Linked DNA regions of Ovis aries: region 1 is linked to region 2. A link is a contact called in public Hi-C data. All regions are on one chromosome and are shown on one strand. Each heading gives the region's core, a stretch centred on a gene start, on an enhancer-like site or on the middle of the called end of the contact. The rest is flanking DNA. Distances are from core to core; before and after follow the strand shown.

Region 1 (7,167 bases), core at 648-3,147, 72 kb before region 2:
CCAGCCCAGAACCCGGCCCACTGGGCAAGCTCAGCGGGAACCGGCCTGGGGGCTCACCCCAAGGCCCCCACTTGTGACCAAATAGTCACTCCTCCCTGACAGCGAGGGGAGGAGGAAGGGACACGCGCGGCTCGCTGGCCTGGGGGCGTGCTTGGGCCAGCGCCGGGGGCCCAAGGCTCAGGCTAGAACCAGTGCCCGTCCACACCCCTGCCCGGGCTCAGGCAGCGAGCGAGGCTCCAGCCGAGCGCTGCGTGTCCAGGAGCTCTCGGCCTGGACGCCAGCAGAGGGACTCCTGCTGAGCACACGGGTCTCAGCCCCGCGTCCAGCCTCGCGGGGGATCCCTACGACGGGTCACGAACCATCACGACGCCAGCAGCAGCCGGGCCTGGAGCTCACTGCATATACAAGGCCTGAGTCCAGAGGCCGGAGGGGCCCCAGCATGGAGGGCATCGCGCTCTGCAGCTCCCTCTTGGACACCCAGCCCAAACTTACAGCGAAAAAACCGACGAACTTTCTCCAACGGGAGAACTCCCCCAGGCACACCTCCCTAGGACCCTGCACCCCAAGGCCAAGGGCCTTGTCTCCCCGAGGCCTCAGGTGGGCGGGCCTGGCCCAAGGTGGCGCCTGGGGGCCCCAGCAGCAGGAGGAGCAGGGAGCAGCCCCCCACCCTCCCACCCCAGGGGCTGTGTGCACTCCGAGACCTGAGCACAGGCAGCAGCATCTCCAGGGGCTTCCCACCCCTCAGTCTGACACTCCTTCCAGTCTGAGGGTCCCTGGACCCGGCACCTCACATGGGAGGGGAGTCTGACGCTGCTTGATGGGCCTCGGGGACCCTCAGGGGCCACCTTGAAATGGGAAAAAACCCCCCCCATCAGCCTTCAGGGTCCACCTCAAGGTCCTTCTGCCCTGGGGCTGCGACCAGGGTTTGCCCATCCCATGCCCCTTGGGGTGGCGTCACCTCCCTCACCATCACGGGGTGAAGGAGGCGTCCCCAGGGCCTGGAACCAAGGGGCAGGGTCACCGCGGGTCTGGGGGCTCCAGGCCGGGCTAAGGAACCTGAGCGTTGCAGGCACCTAGCAAGCCCCAGGAAGCTCCAGCCTGATCTGCAGCGGGCACTGGGGCAAGGCGGGCCCCCAAGGTGGCCTGGAGCCGGCCCGTCCAGGCCCCACCACCCCACCCTGCCTTGGCTTCCCCAGCCAGTAACTGAAGGCTCGTGGGTGTGAATAACTCGTGCTCATCTCCCTGGGTCAGCGTGGAAACGGGATGTGTGTGCCAGGCACAGGGAGGGCCCGTGGCCCGCAGGAGGAGCCGCTAAGGGCTCGTCATCGTCAGCAGTCACTGTCACGGGTTTCCAGGAGGCTGAGAGCGGCAATGAGGCCCTTAGGAACGATGCAGAGAGCACCCCAGCTCCCTTCAGGGAGGACTTGGCAGAACTTGCGTCTGCTCAGGGCTCGCCCTGAGGGCCGCTGGGCTGACCCTGCCGCCCACTGCAGCGCGGGGCCCACCGCCCACCTGCCTGCGGGCCGCCACTCACCAGGCTGGGCCCCTGGCATCCTTGAGGACTCGCTGACCCTCGGGGCCGCCCAGCACCTCAGCAGGCACAGTGATGACCCCCGAGACAGAGAGCACACCAGGCCAGGGAGGCTCGGGCCCCGGGGCACTTTGTACAAAGCCCTGGCGGGCCCAGGACCCCAGCCTGCAGCGGCCTCGCCTGTGACTCGCGCCACGGTTGCCCCCTCCCCTATGCACAGGGCTGCCCTTCCCAAGCCAGGCCCTCAGACCCCGGGAGGCACAGCGTCCCTGACCCACAACACGTGCACACGCCAGCTCCCACTCAGCCAACGCTGAGGAGCCAGGTCAGCTGGGCACACAGGGGCAGGTCAGCCACACACACGGGGGCAGGTCAGCCAAGTACATGAGGGCAGGTCAGCCGGGCACACAGAGGTGCAGGCCTTGTGCTCTGAGCCCCAGCAGACAGAGAACCGTCCGCACAGGCCCCTAGGGGCCCAGAATCACATATCATACCCCTCAACCACAGCCAGCAGGCGGCCTCCACGCCTCCCAGGCCGAGGTCCGCACGGGCAGCCCCAGGTCCCAGCACAGCTTGGCCAAAAACAGGAATCTGGGGACCAGCATAGGTCAGGCCACCCAGCTCACGCCCCAGCCTCCCGAGGAGGGAGCGGCGGTAACCCCACGCCACGTGCCTACAGCAGATTCAGAGAGGCTGCGTCACCTGCCTGCGGCAGCCCAGGGAGAGAGAGGCGTGAGTGCGGCTCACACCCGCTCGGCCTGAGCAGACAGGGGGTGGTCCCGGACGCCAGGCACCGGGAGCAAGCTCTCCTCCCTGTGGGTCGGGGTCTGCGAGGGCCACGGGGGGGCACACCGCTTCCCCTCCAGGAGACAAGGACGGAAGACAGGCCGTGGGGCAAGCAGAGCTGCTCCTCCCTGGGGCCCACAGGCGCAGATCTCACCCCTCAAGAGCTAATCCCCTGCGGCAGGACAGGTCTCCGCAAGCTGGCGCTTCCACCTTTTGTGCTCATTCAGCAAGCACAGAAGGCTGCTCTCGCACCCACACTCCCCGGAAATCTACCAGGATCCCCAGCCACCCGGCTCGGGCCGGGGGTCAAGTCAGATGAGCACAAGTTCTCCAAACCGCGGAGGGGGGCTCCGGGACGCACGCTGCCCGGCAGGCACCCTCTCGGCCCGCCCCCACCCGGAGTGTAGGACTTTCTTCCCAGGTCACACAGAGGGGCACTCTTGGCGGGACCCAGACAGGACTGAGGACCCAAAGGCTGGTCCCTCTCCCCCATGACAGCGGGTAACCTACCGGTGGGAGTGTCAACCCCAGAAAGGGTGCCAGGGCTCAGGCCCACTCAGAGGAGGGAGCCAGCATGCAAGGCAGCCGCCTGGCAAGACCGGGGGACAGCAGGACCCATCACGAGCCTCCTCTGGGCGGGGGCGGGCCGGGGGCCATCTGCTGGGCCCATTCAGGGGAAGAGACCCCTTCCCCTGCACAGAGCCCTTGGGGATTCCCTGCAGAAGCTAATTGCCTGGAAGCATAAATAACACCACCCAGGGAGGCGGCGGGGGCGGGGCCCGCGAGGCACACAGGCCCCTGGAATGGGGAACAAAGCCAGCCCCAGCTGCTCCAAGCCCACCCGCCCACCCGCCCACGGTTCCCAGGGAGGGAAGTAGCCAGGCTTTCAGAGCTGTGGCCAGCTGGGCCCGTGGAACTCCCGGGGTCCTATCAACCCACCTCTCTAAAAACAACAGTTGCCAGACAGCAGCCCCCCGCCCCTGAGGACTCCCCCACCAAGCCCCACATTCATCCCAGGAGGGGCTAGGAGAGCCCGCTCGGCCTTCCTGATGAGCACCCTCCTGGCCCCCAGCGCCCACAGATGGCAGGAGGGGGACACGGGGCCTGGAGCACCGGCCACAGTGACTAGAGGGTCCCCACCGCGGCCGCCCACCAGCCCAGCTCCACTTCCGGAGGACGTCGAGCCCTTTCAAGATGAGAGATGGAGGCCCGGAGGGGAGGTGACTTCTCGAGGTCACGCTGGGTGCGGGGGCCACAGAGCATCCCTGCCACCACCCGGGGACCCCCAGTTCCCCACCCAGGACAACCCCAGAAGCAGATGGGACAGAAGTCCAGGGTGCTGGGTCAGCTTCCTGCCACCTGCCCCCGAGGAGAGAGAGAGACCTTCCAGAGCAAACAACAACCAATGTCCTTGAAAGAAAGCAGCCCCTCCACTGCACGGGGTGCTGAAGGGGGCTCCCCCCTGCCCCAACCCCCAGCCCCGCCCAGCTTGGACAGGAAGGTACTGGGAGTCCCAGCCTGCAGGGAGTGAGGTCAGACCTGGACTCGGGTCCCAGCTGCTCCACGCTCTGCGTATCATCTGGGATGAAATGAGCCCATCGGGGTCCCCGGGGAGACACCTCGACATCTGATGGGGCTCCCTGTCCCCATGCCCCCAGAGACGCCTGGGCCCCCTGGCCTGCCTTCTGCGGGCACAGGTGAGCCGGTCTGGCCCCCGTCCCCTCGGGCAGCCCTCCTCAGCAAAAGCTGTGAACCACGCATCACCCTGAAGCTGGCCCTGCCCCCTGGGGCAACAGCCCAGAGCTCAGGCTGCGTCGAGCGCCGTAACTACTGCGCCGGCCTGCTCTGCCTCGGCGGGAGGCGGGGAGGCTGCACAAGGTAGATGTACTCAAGGGCACGGAGCTCACACTTCAGCGAGGCTGCAAGGTACACGCTGGCTGTGGTCTACACAGCTAAGCCACTGAGCGTACACACCGCCCCCGCAGCCCCTGAGTGAGCGTACACACCGCCCCCGCAGCCCCTGAGTGAGTGTACACACCGCCCCTGCAGCCCCTGAGTGAGTGTACACACCACCCCTCAGCCAGCAAGTGAGGGCACACACCACCCCTGCAGCCACTGAGTGAGCATACACACCACCCACACAGCCGCTGAGTGAGGGCACACACTGCCCCCGAGCCCCTGAGTGAGTGTACACACCGCCCACACAGTCACTGAGTGAGCGTACACACCGCCCGCAGCCCGAGTGAGCATACACACCGCCCCCGCAGTTGCTGAGTGAGGGCACACTCCGCCCCAGAGCCCCTGAGTGAGTGTACACACCGCCCCTGAGCCTCTGAGTCAGTGTACACACCACCCCTGCAGCCCCTGAGTGTACACACCGCCCCCAGTCACAGAGTGAGTGTACACACTGCCCCGCAGCCCCTGAGTGAGTGTACACACCGCCGCTTCAGCCTGAGTGTACACACCGCCCCCAGTCACTGAGTGAGTGTACACTCCGCCCCTGCAGCCCCTGAGTGAGTGTACACACCGCCCCCAGCCCCTGAGTGAGTGTACACACTGCCCCCACAGTCACTGAGTGAGCGTACACACCGCCCGCAGCCCGAGTGAGCATACACACCGCCCCCGCAGTTGCTGAGTGAGGGCACACACCACCCCAGAGCCCCTGAGTGAGTGTACACACCACCCCCGCAGCCCCTGAGTGAGTGTACACACCACCCCCGCAGCCCCTGAGTGAGTGTACACACCGCCCCTTCAGCCCCTGAGTGAGTGTACACTCCGCCCCCAGCCCCTGAGTGAGTGTACACTCCGCCCCCAGCCCCTGAGTGAGTGTACACACCGCCCCCGCAGCCCCTGAGTGAGTGTACACACCGCCCCTTCAGCCCCTGAGTGAGTGTACACTCCGCCCCCAGCCCCTGAGTGAGTGTACACTCCGCCCCTTCGGCACGTGGGAACAAGATCACGATGTGCCCTCCCAATTCCTAACAGGCCAGGCCACCCCGAGTGCCTTCCGTAGAAACACTGCATCCGCCCTCTGCCTCGCTGCGGCCAGGCGATACCAACGTCCTCCAAAGCATCACAGCAGAGCAATTCCGGATGTTACCCAATTAGTACCGTAAGCCTGAGCTAATTGATTTGTTCCAAAGGCCATCATCCCAGCAGCTGGCTTCAATATACTCAACATCTAACCCCCAAATCCAGAGAGGCTGCCATTAGCGAGATTAATCGCACGCACACACAATTCAATTCCTTCCCCTCTGCAGAGACAGAAGCGCCACTTCTCCCGATTAAAGGGCTGGGGCCTGGTGACGCGGCTGGACATTCAGGAAGACACGCATCACTGCCATTTAAACGGAGTGGTCGGCACGCTCCTCCCTGCCTGGGGCCACACAGGGGTCAGGCCTGAGCGCCCGGGGTGGGGGTGGGGGTGGGGTGCAGGGACTCGACCTCCAGAAGTCTCCCCTCTGACCTTCTCCACGAAGAGATGGGGAGGTCTGAGGGATGGAGGGGGACAAGGGCCTGGGCCTCTGAGCTGGAAGGGGTCACCATCTTCTCTTCTGCCCTCAACTTGGGAATTCGAGGCCCAGAGAGACCAGGTCTTGCTCAGGTCGTGCCCAAGGTCAAAACCAAGGAACTGCAGTTGCTGATCTTTAGTTGTTGGGTCATGCCCGGCTCTCTGGGGCTCCAGGGACTGCAGCCCGCCAGGCTCCTCTGTCCATGGGATCTCCCAGGCAGGTATGCTGGAGTGGGGTGCCATTTCCTTCTCCAAAACCATGGACTAGAGGCCAGAAACGCGGGAACAAGTGCCGTGTGACCCTGAGATCCTTGTCCAGGAAATTAGAATAATCGAGGCCGCCACCCTATCAGGAGAGCGCAGACCAAAGGGTCTCAGGGACACGACACCCAGAAGGACCTCTGAGGCCATTTTCCTGGTGGCTCAGTGGTAAAGAATCTGCCTGCAATGAGGGAGATCCAGGTTTTATCCCTGGGTCGGGAAGATTCCCTGGAGAAGGGAATGGGAACCCACTCCAGTCTTCTTGCCTGGAGAATCCCATGGACAGAGAAGCCTGGCGGGCTCCAGGTCACAGCGTCACAAAGACTCGGACACGACTGAGTGACTTACACACACACATCCACTCACGAGGCCTTTCATTTAGAAGCATGCATCTTCTGGTTTCTTCCCTGTACCCCTGTTCAACCAAATCGGGCCTTCCAAATGTGGTAGGTGGTGCTTGACGAGCTCTCCGAATACTAATACGCATATAAGACAGGGGAGCCCACAGCCTCCGCGGAGGAAGACTGGGATTATTAGTGTTTCTCGTGAATAATACATGACCCAGAGGGACCAGCCCTGAGATGACCCCTCAAGCGATTATCTCTGCAGTGGAAGGAGCAGTAGAGCTGGCGGGGGGACCAGGCCAGGCTAATTAGCAGCATCCGGGCGCACACGGGCATGAGGGTGGCCCTCAGGGGCTGTGGCAAGCTCGGGCCCATGAGAGAGGTACTGGGCCGAGGCTTTAGGGGGTGAAACCAGGGTGTGAGTCAAAGATGGAGCCTGCGGGCGGCTCCTGCTGTGGAGTCTGGCGGCTCTGGCCATGAACCCAGCCCTGCGTGAGTGCACAGGGTGGTCTATGCCTCGGTCTCCCCGTCTGTAAAAAAGGGCTGATGGAAGCCACCTCACACCAGCTGTCAGGACTCAAGGGGTAATACTTTCAATGAGCCCAGCAGTGTAAACATACCGTGATTTCCAGCTCCTGATCAGATTTCTCTGCCTCAAGAGAAGCCGAGGGAAAAAAACCCACGAGAGGGAAGGAACCGGGGCTTAGCTGTCCTCATCTGTGCAGACTCCTGGC
Region 2 (6,897 bases), core at 1,349-3,848:
TCACTGGGCCAAACCCGGCAGGAACACTGCCAACCACAGCCGGCCCCACGGGGAGGAGACCAAAACCCAGGCCTTGGAACCCCTGCGTGAGGAGGGCCAGCCGGGTGAGCCCAGCCCAGGACTGCGTGGCCGGGCAGGCGACTCGGCGACTCGGAGCCACAGCCGCCCAGAGGGCTGCACTGGCCCCTCACCCGGGGGCCGGGGGTCGGGGGTCACCCACGAGCTCCGCACCGTGCCTGCACCCTACCCCTGATGGCGTCCTACGCGTGTGAGACAAATACGTCCATCAGGCAGATGTGGATGAAGCCTGGAGAAGTATGGACAGTGTGTTTCAGAGGGAGACGGGCAAAGGCAGGGCTGGGAGGGACGGGGAGGCGCACGGAGCAGAGAAACACCTGGAATCAAAACCCGCCCACCTGCGAGGGGACTGCAGTCAGGCGACGCGCCCTCTCGCACGCTGTCCTGCCGCCCCCTACGTTCCAGCACACATGCCTCTGGCTGCAGCCTCGAAGCCCCAGCAGAGCGGATGAACTGGTCTGAAGGCAGTGTGGAGACATCTCAAAAGCTCTCTGACAGCAGACGACAGCAGACAAGTGCCCGACCCGGCAGAGATGACAAGGCCTCGGGGGTTAGGTCGGGTGGGGGCCCATCCCTGGAAAGGCCTGGAAGCCACCGAGCCCACGGCAGGATGGGAGGCCAGGCAGCTGGTGGCCGTGCTCCCACCCGCCTGGACCCGCTCTCACCGGATACCACATCCGCAAGCTGCCTTTGTCACCAAACGCACAAAACCAAACAAACCAATTCACAAGCGTTTACAGCCTAAAGTTTAAACCGGTTCATGGGGACGAGGAAAGTGTGTTAAAGATAAATATTTTAATCCTTATATAAACTCCGCAGTGATGACAGGTCCCACAAAACAGAGCGTGCACTCCCAGCAACACGCAAGCTTCCGAAGGTGGGGAGCTTCACGTGGGGGCCGCCCCACGGGCTCCTGTCCCGGCCAGCGGGCACCCCGAGCGCCGCCCCACCTCCATCTGGGGCCGCGTGGTTATTATTCTTGTTTATGTCTGGGATTCAGAAACTGAAACGGCCTGGGCGGCCACGGGATGCTGACCTCCGGAGAGTCCCCGGAAAGTGTGGCGCCTCAGAGGGCTGAGAACACGGACAGAGCGGGGAGAGGGGGGTCATCCAGGCTGAACTGGAAGCTTCCCTGGCTGGGGGGGGGCGGTGGGAGGGTCCATCCCACCCAGGCCAAGAGCCAGCTCCCAACCCGGCACGCATGAGGTCCGTGCCCCCGCCCCAACTGTCCTGAGTCAAGCTCAGGGGCTTCACCAGGGAGGAGCAGAGCCCCAGGCCACAAAGGGCCAGCCGCCCAGCGTGAGGGTGTGGAGCGGCAGGGCAGGGGCACCACCCACTGAGCGTCAAGGTGGAGCTGGGCAGCCGGCCGGCTCTGGGTTCAGGCATTGCGCGTCCCCTGCCTCCTCACCCACTGGGACCATGCCAAGGCTGTTTAGCTGGCAGAGACAGAGGAGCAAAGTGAAGGGCACTCTAGAGGCCAAAAGACCTGGGCGGCTTGGCCCGAGGCCTCTGCCATCATGCAGCTGGGTGTCCCAGGGCCGCCTGTCACCCCTCCATTCACGGGGCACAGCCGCCCAGCCCTGCGCCTCACAGGGTCTCCTGAGGCCCAGGGGAAGTGCCATGGCCGGCCTGCCAGGGAGCAAAGTTTCTCAGGACAGAGCATGGCCAGGCAGCAGCCATCTGCCGGGGGCAGTGAGGGGTGCGGAGTGGGAACCCTCTATCCCTGCCTCTGCCCCCACTGAGCCCCACCCCTACAGTAACCACCAACCTTGAGTTACCTGAAGGCATCTGGTTTCCCAGGGCAGTTTAGGCGCCACCTCCTCCATGAAGCCCTCCATGGCCTCCCTGTCCCCAGGAACCTGAACATCCATATCGGCTGAGGACCAGCACAGCCGCAAAGGACAGGACAGCAAGTACTGCGCCAGCCAGCCAAGAGCCGCTCAGAAGGAAGCGGCAGAGAGAACGGGTAAGATCCTTTCCGTTAGGCCCACCGGCCTGGGTCCTCCACTTGGGCCCAGGGTCCTCCATGCCCCCCACACACACCACCTGGGGCAGGAGGGGGGTGGAAAACCCGGGGCCTTGGCATCCCACAGGGGGCCATACCACCAAGAGGCCTTACAGCCGTTAGAGGCGAAGGGAGGCCAGGTGGATGGTGGAGGCCCTGCCCCGGGAGGCCGCCAGCGAGCCAGGGCCAGTGACCAGCCTGCGGGAACAAGCTGGCCACCTGGGCGTGGGGTGGAGGCACGGTGTTCCGAGGCTTACCAGGCCTGGCGAGAGGCAGGCCCACATTTTCTCTCCAAATCCTCCCGACGGCCTGAGAGGCGACCACAGTCAGCCCCGGTCCAAGCAGGGAGACCGAGGCCTGGCCAGCCAGTGGCACGTCATCACAGGGTTCTCGCCGCAGCCGAGCGGCCGAGCGGGGGCCCCCTCCACGGCCGCTGCAGGCAGCTCAGCGGGCTGAGGGTGCAGAAGCCTGGGCCACACTCGCTCCGGGGACGCGGTGAGGTCATCGCCACCGCGCTCAGCACGGTTTCCGGGCACCAGGTGAGCCCGGAGGAAGCTTTGTTCCCTGGAGCAGTTCCTGCCTGAGCAGCCCGTGCCAAGGGCTCTGGATACAAATGGAGACATAATTGCAAACTGTGATGGGAACGGGGAGGGGAGGATCCCCGGGGACCAGGACACGGGCAGGCTCTGGGAAGAGCTCTGAGCAGGCGAACCGCAGCCTGGCTCTCCCCAGCCTCCAGGCTAAGAAAGGTTTTCACGTTTTTAAATGGTTAGAAAAAAAAATAGTTAATTCCTGACACGTGAAAAGTATCCGAAATTCACATCTCTTTCTACCACGCACAGACCCCCCACTCCTTCACAAATCATCCAGACCGCCTTCGCCAAATGAGGGCAGAGTCCAGTGTTGGCAAGGGGACCATCTGGCCCACCGGGTCCGGAATATTTACTACTTGGCCCTCGACAGACAGCATCTGCCAACTCCTGATCTGGGAAGACAGGCGGCGGTGGCCGGCTGGGCGCCAGGGCAGGAGCAGGACCCAAGGGGCAGTCAGCCCTGCCCTCATCCTGGGAAACCTCGGCCGCAGGCACGGCCTGGACACAGGCACAGATGGCGGGGCCGGAGGACACCTGGCTGCCCGCGAGGGGCCAGCCGCGGCCGTGTGGAACCTCAGGGCCAGAAATGGCTCCAACGAGGCCCCAGAGTGGGGTCACCGTGTGGCTGCCTGCCCTGGTCAGGCCCTGGGCCCAGGCACAGCTGAGTCCTCATTCCAGCACCCACACGCCCCGCTTCCAGGCCCCAGGCCACACACGGACACCACGGGTCACCCCTCAGCACAGCCTCCCGCCCGGGACTCAGCAGTGCTCTCCCCGCCCGCCAGCGGTCACCCCAAAGCCGGGGGCTGTCATCTGCACCCACAGCATGAACAAACCACGTTCCCCCGCCGCCAGCCCGTGCCCACCCACGACCAGGGCAGGGGACACCCGCCAGCCTTCCCTGCCGACTCCAGACCCAAGCCTCAGCCCCTGGCCTCCCCTCCGACACACACACCCAGGCTGCAAGGGCCCTCCAGCCAGCACGTCAGCGCCCGGGGCGCCCCGCCCCCCGCCTCTGCGCTCCCCTCCCCCACACCAGCCCGGGGGCACCCACTGGGTGCCCACGGACCCCGCCACCTGGAAATGCCAGTGCTCAGGAAGCCTTTGGCATCACCCCCCTCAGGAGCCTTCCCAGGCGTTTGTCCTAATCGCCCTCCTCGCATGAAATTTTAATACCACAGATGCACTGGGTATCTGCTCTTTTCTCTCGGTCCATCTGCGCTTGATGCAGGAAAAGAATATGCCTTCCGCATCCCCACAGATCTGATCTCTGGCCCCTTGGGCGTGGGTCACGCACAGTGCAGTCTCAGAATTAATGCGACGCAGTTCTCTTTACTTTTTCATACGACCACCAGGAATTTTTTTAAGAGATGGATGTGGCTCACATTTTTCTACTTGGCGGCACCGCTACAGACAGAAAACAAACGGAAAGGTGAATGCGTGTAGCCCTGTGTGCACAAGACACGCACACACGTCTGTGTTTACTTGGAGCACACGCGCACACACTGCCCAGGTCTGAGCGCTAAGCGGAGGCAGGGACACCACAGCAGAGGTGTGTCTGCAGCCAGATCCCAGCTTCACACCTACCTCCACACCGCAGACCCGGGGGCCCTTACACCAACGGCTGGCTCCTGAGCTGGGGCAAAATAAAACACAAGGTGACCTCAGGTATCTTGTGCTAGGAAGGCGACAGGGCTCAAAAAACGGTGGGGACGTGTCAAAAAGACTCACAGAAGCAGCTTGAAGCCCCGGCCCCTGGTCCAGCCTGAGCCCATCTGAGCATCAGAAAGAAGAGTGATGGTGACTGCCGGGAATCCGCGGAAGGGAAGGGGAGACCACAGCCCGGAGCGGCAGAAAGAGAGGGAGGAAAGGAAACGGGAAGGGCAGAGACGGGGAGCGAGGACCTGCTCAATGCACCTCCCGGAGAACATTCGCGATCTACACGGGGAGATGGACACCGTGGCGTCGAAGGACTTCAAGCTGATGCCCCCGGCGAGGAACCCCGCACCCCCTGCAAGACAGGATCCAGGAGGCACCGCGTAGCCGCTCCACCCGCTCCAGGTCCAAAGCCTGAATCCGACACGAAGAACCAGCAGCTGAACCCAAAGGCAGGGACATTCCGCGACAAAAGGGAAGCTTCAAAAGCGGCAAGGTCGGGAAAATCAAGGTGAGGCGGAGCGGCCGGCCCGGCCCCCAGGTGGACCCTTGGCTGAAATGGGCGTCTGTGGAGACTCGCGTCCAGATTTGGGTGGATTCGGTGGTGGCAGCCTCGCCACTGTCTTCTGGGTCCGGGGGGCTGCGGAGGGGACCTTGTCTGTAGGAGACCTGAGGCGGTGCAGGGCGCCAACAACCTCTCACGGGTGTCAAGACAAGTTCAAAGTCAAAGCAAAATCTGACTTAGCAGAAAAGGCTTCCTTGCTTCCCCGCAAATGGGCCCTCGTCTCCCTGCTCCCCGCCAGCCCGGGGGCCGCACCCCGAAACCTTGGGAACCGGGTCTCCCTGCCTGCGCTCAGGGACTCTCCGGACACTCAAAGGGCACTTCTCCATCCTCGGGCGCCTCAACGGCCTGCTGCGCGTCCGGCTCGCCGGAAGCCTCTCAGAGCGGGCACCAGGCACCTGCTGGGCTGCACTTGTTTCTCAAAGGAAGGCTCAGAATGACCCAGGAGCAAACGGGGGTACGGCTGTCAGAGGCCCAGAGACCCCTTGGGAGGGCTCACATCACACGGCCCTGGGGAGGGAGGGCAATCTAACCAACTCCAGGGTTTGGAAGGGTGAGCAGCGAGCGTGTCCTGAGGGATGCTTGTCACTGAAGCAAACCATGGGGAGCGCAGGGTCAGAGGTTCACACCGGGACACGAGAGGCCAAGGGCCAGGCTCGCAGCGCTACAGGACAGGGGGGAGTGAAATCAGAGCCGGCTTCCTAGAGGAGGTGGCTGCTAGACTCAGCCCCCACAGGAAGACGCAGGCCGAAAGCAGGGGCGGTCTCCCAGCACGGGCCCAGCGCAGGCTTGGGGGCGGAGGAGGCAGAGGGGTTGGCACGAGGAAGGCTGGAGGTGTGGGTCAGGGGAAGCCCTCTCTGCTGGCCCTGCGGGCTGCCTCCCCAGCCTGTGTCTCCGAGCAGGAGGCTGGGCGGCTGGTCCCCAAAGGTCGAGACTGCGGACTAAACGCAAGGGCTGGCTGCTGGCATCAGCAACCTCAGGACGCCATAACCCAAGCTGCTCGGGACACACAATCTCGTATTCGGATCAGCAGATTGTGGCCATGCCTAATTAGTTTAATTAAACCCAAGGTGGCTGCCAGGCATTTTGGATTAAAAAAAAAAAAAAATTAAAGCACACCCTGCCAGCTCCAGAAGGGCAGGACAAAGGAGCAACTTGGGGCTGCCTGAGAAGCCTTCCTCGTTCCTGGCTCTGCACACGGGAGACACTCAGTAAGTGCACACGGCTATGATGCGTCTTCAGGGCCAACAACCCAGCGGAGGTCCACTCTAATGCCCTGAGAATAGAATGTCACCTGTCACAGGAGAGGCCAGAGCAGCATTCTGGAAGGAGGGGACTTCGGGCAGGCCTCTGGGCTGGCTGGGGCCATGGAGAGGCGCGCAGGGGCCACAGGGAGATGGAAAAGGGCCCCGCCCACTGGCCAGCAAAGTAGCCAGACCCCACAGGAAACAGGCAGGCACGCCCCGCCCCACCCATGGAAACAGACACACACCAGGAACAAGCTGAGAAGCAGGCCCGGAGCACCCGTCAGAAAGCCAGGAAGAGGCCAGAGAAAAGGTTTCTGAAATCAGAATTCACTTAAACAGGCCTGAAAGGGAGGCCCAACCTCATGCTTCCGTTTCACCACCAGTTACCTGTGTGACCTGGGGCAAGTCCCTCGCCCTCTCTGAGATGTAGCTGTCTGATTTATGAAGCAGGGGTGGGGACTTCCCCAGCGGCTCGCTGGTTAAGAACTCGCCCGCCAATGCAGGGCACACGGGTTCGATCCCTGGTCGGGGAAGGCCCCACTTGCCACGGAGCAACTAATCCCGTGCACCTAGACCCCACGCCCCGAAACAAGAGAACCCACTGCAGTGAGGAGAGGGGCACACACACGCGCGCATCTCAACAAACAGCTGCTTGCTGCAGCCGGAGAAAGTCCACGCGCAGCAGCAAAGACCCGACGCACCCAAAAACATTGTAAGACAGGAACAAGGGCGGCCTGTGCCTCCCAGGACGGGCAA

The links. A called contact is a pair of places that touch in the nucleus more often than the background predicts.
Region 1: a Hi-C map of liver shows a contact between it and region 2, with 1.9 times the contacts expected there. The contact joins two enhancer-like sites. A contact is called at or near these places in 4 of 16 Hi-C or Micro-C datasets (hypothalamus, liver, mixed tissues and 1 more).

The regions. Positions count from the first base shown.
Region 1 is chr3:2,260,066-2,267,232 of ARS-UI_Ramb_v3.0, reverse strand. All of the region lies in intron 2 of VAV2 (vav guanine nucleotide exchange factor 2), which reads right to left. Among named protein-coding and RNA genes, the nearest start is that of VAV2, 77 kb to the right of the region's middle. Within about 2 kb of position 1,897, at least 1 of the 54 cell types and tissues checked has an H3K27ac peak or open chromatin away from gene starts, as enhancers often do. A contact at or near this core is called in liver, where this site is marked.
Region 2 is chr3:2,189,377-2,196,273 of ARS-UI_Ramb_v3.0, reverse strand. The region is part of intron 1 of VAV2 (vav guanine nucleotide exchange factor 2); the gene reads right to left. Among named protein-coding and RNA genes, the nearest start is that of VAV2, 5.8 kb to the right of the region's middle. Within about 2 kb of position 2,598, at least 5 of the 54 cell types and tissues checked have an H3K27ac peak or open chromatin away from gene starts, as enhancers often do. A contact at or near this core is called in liver, where this site is marked.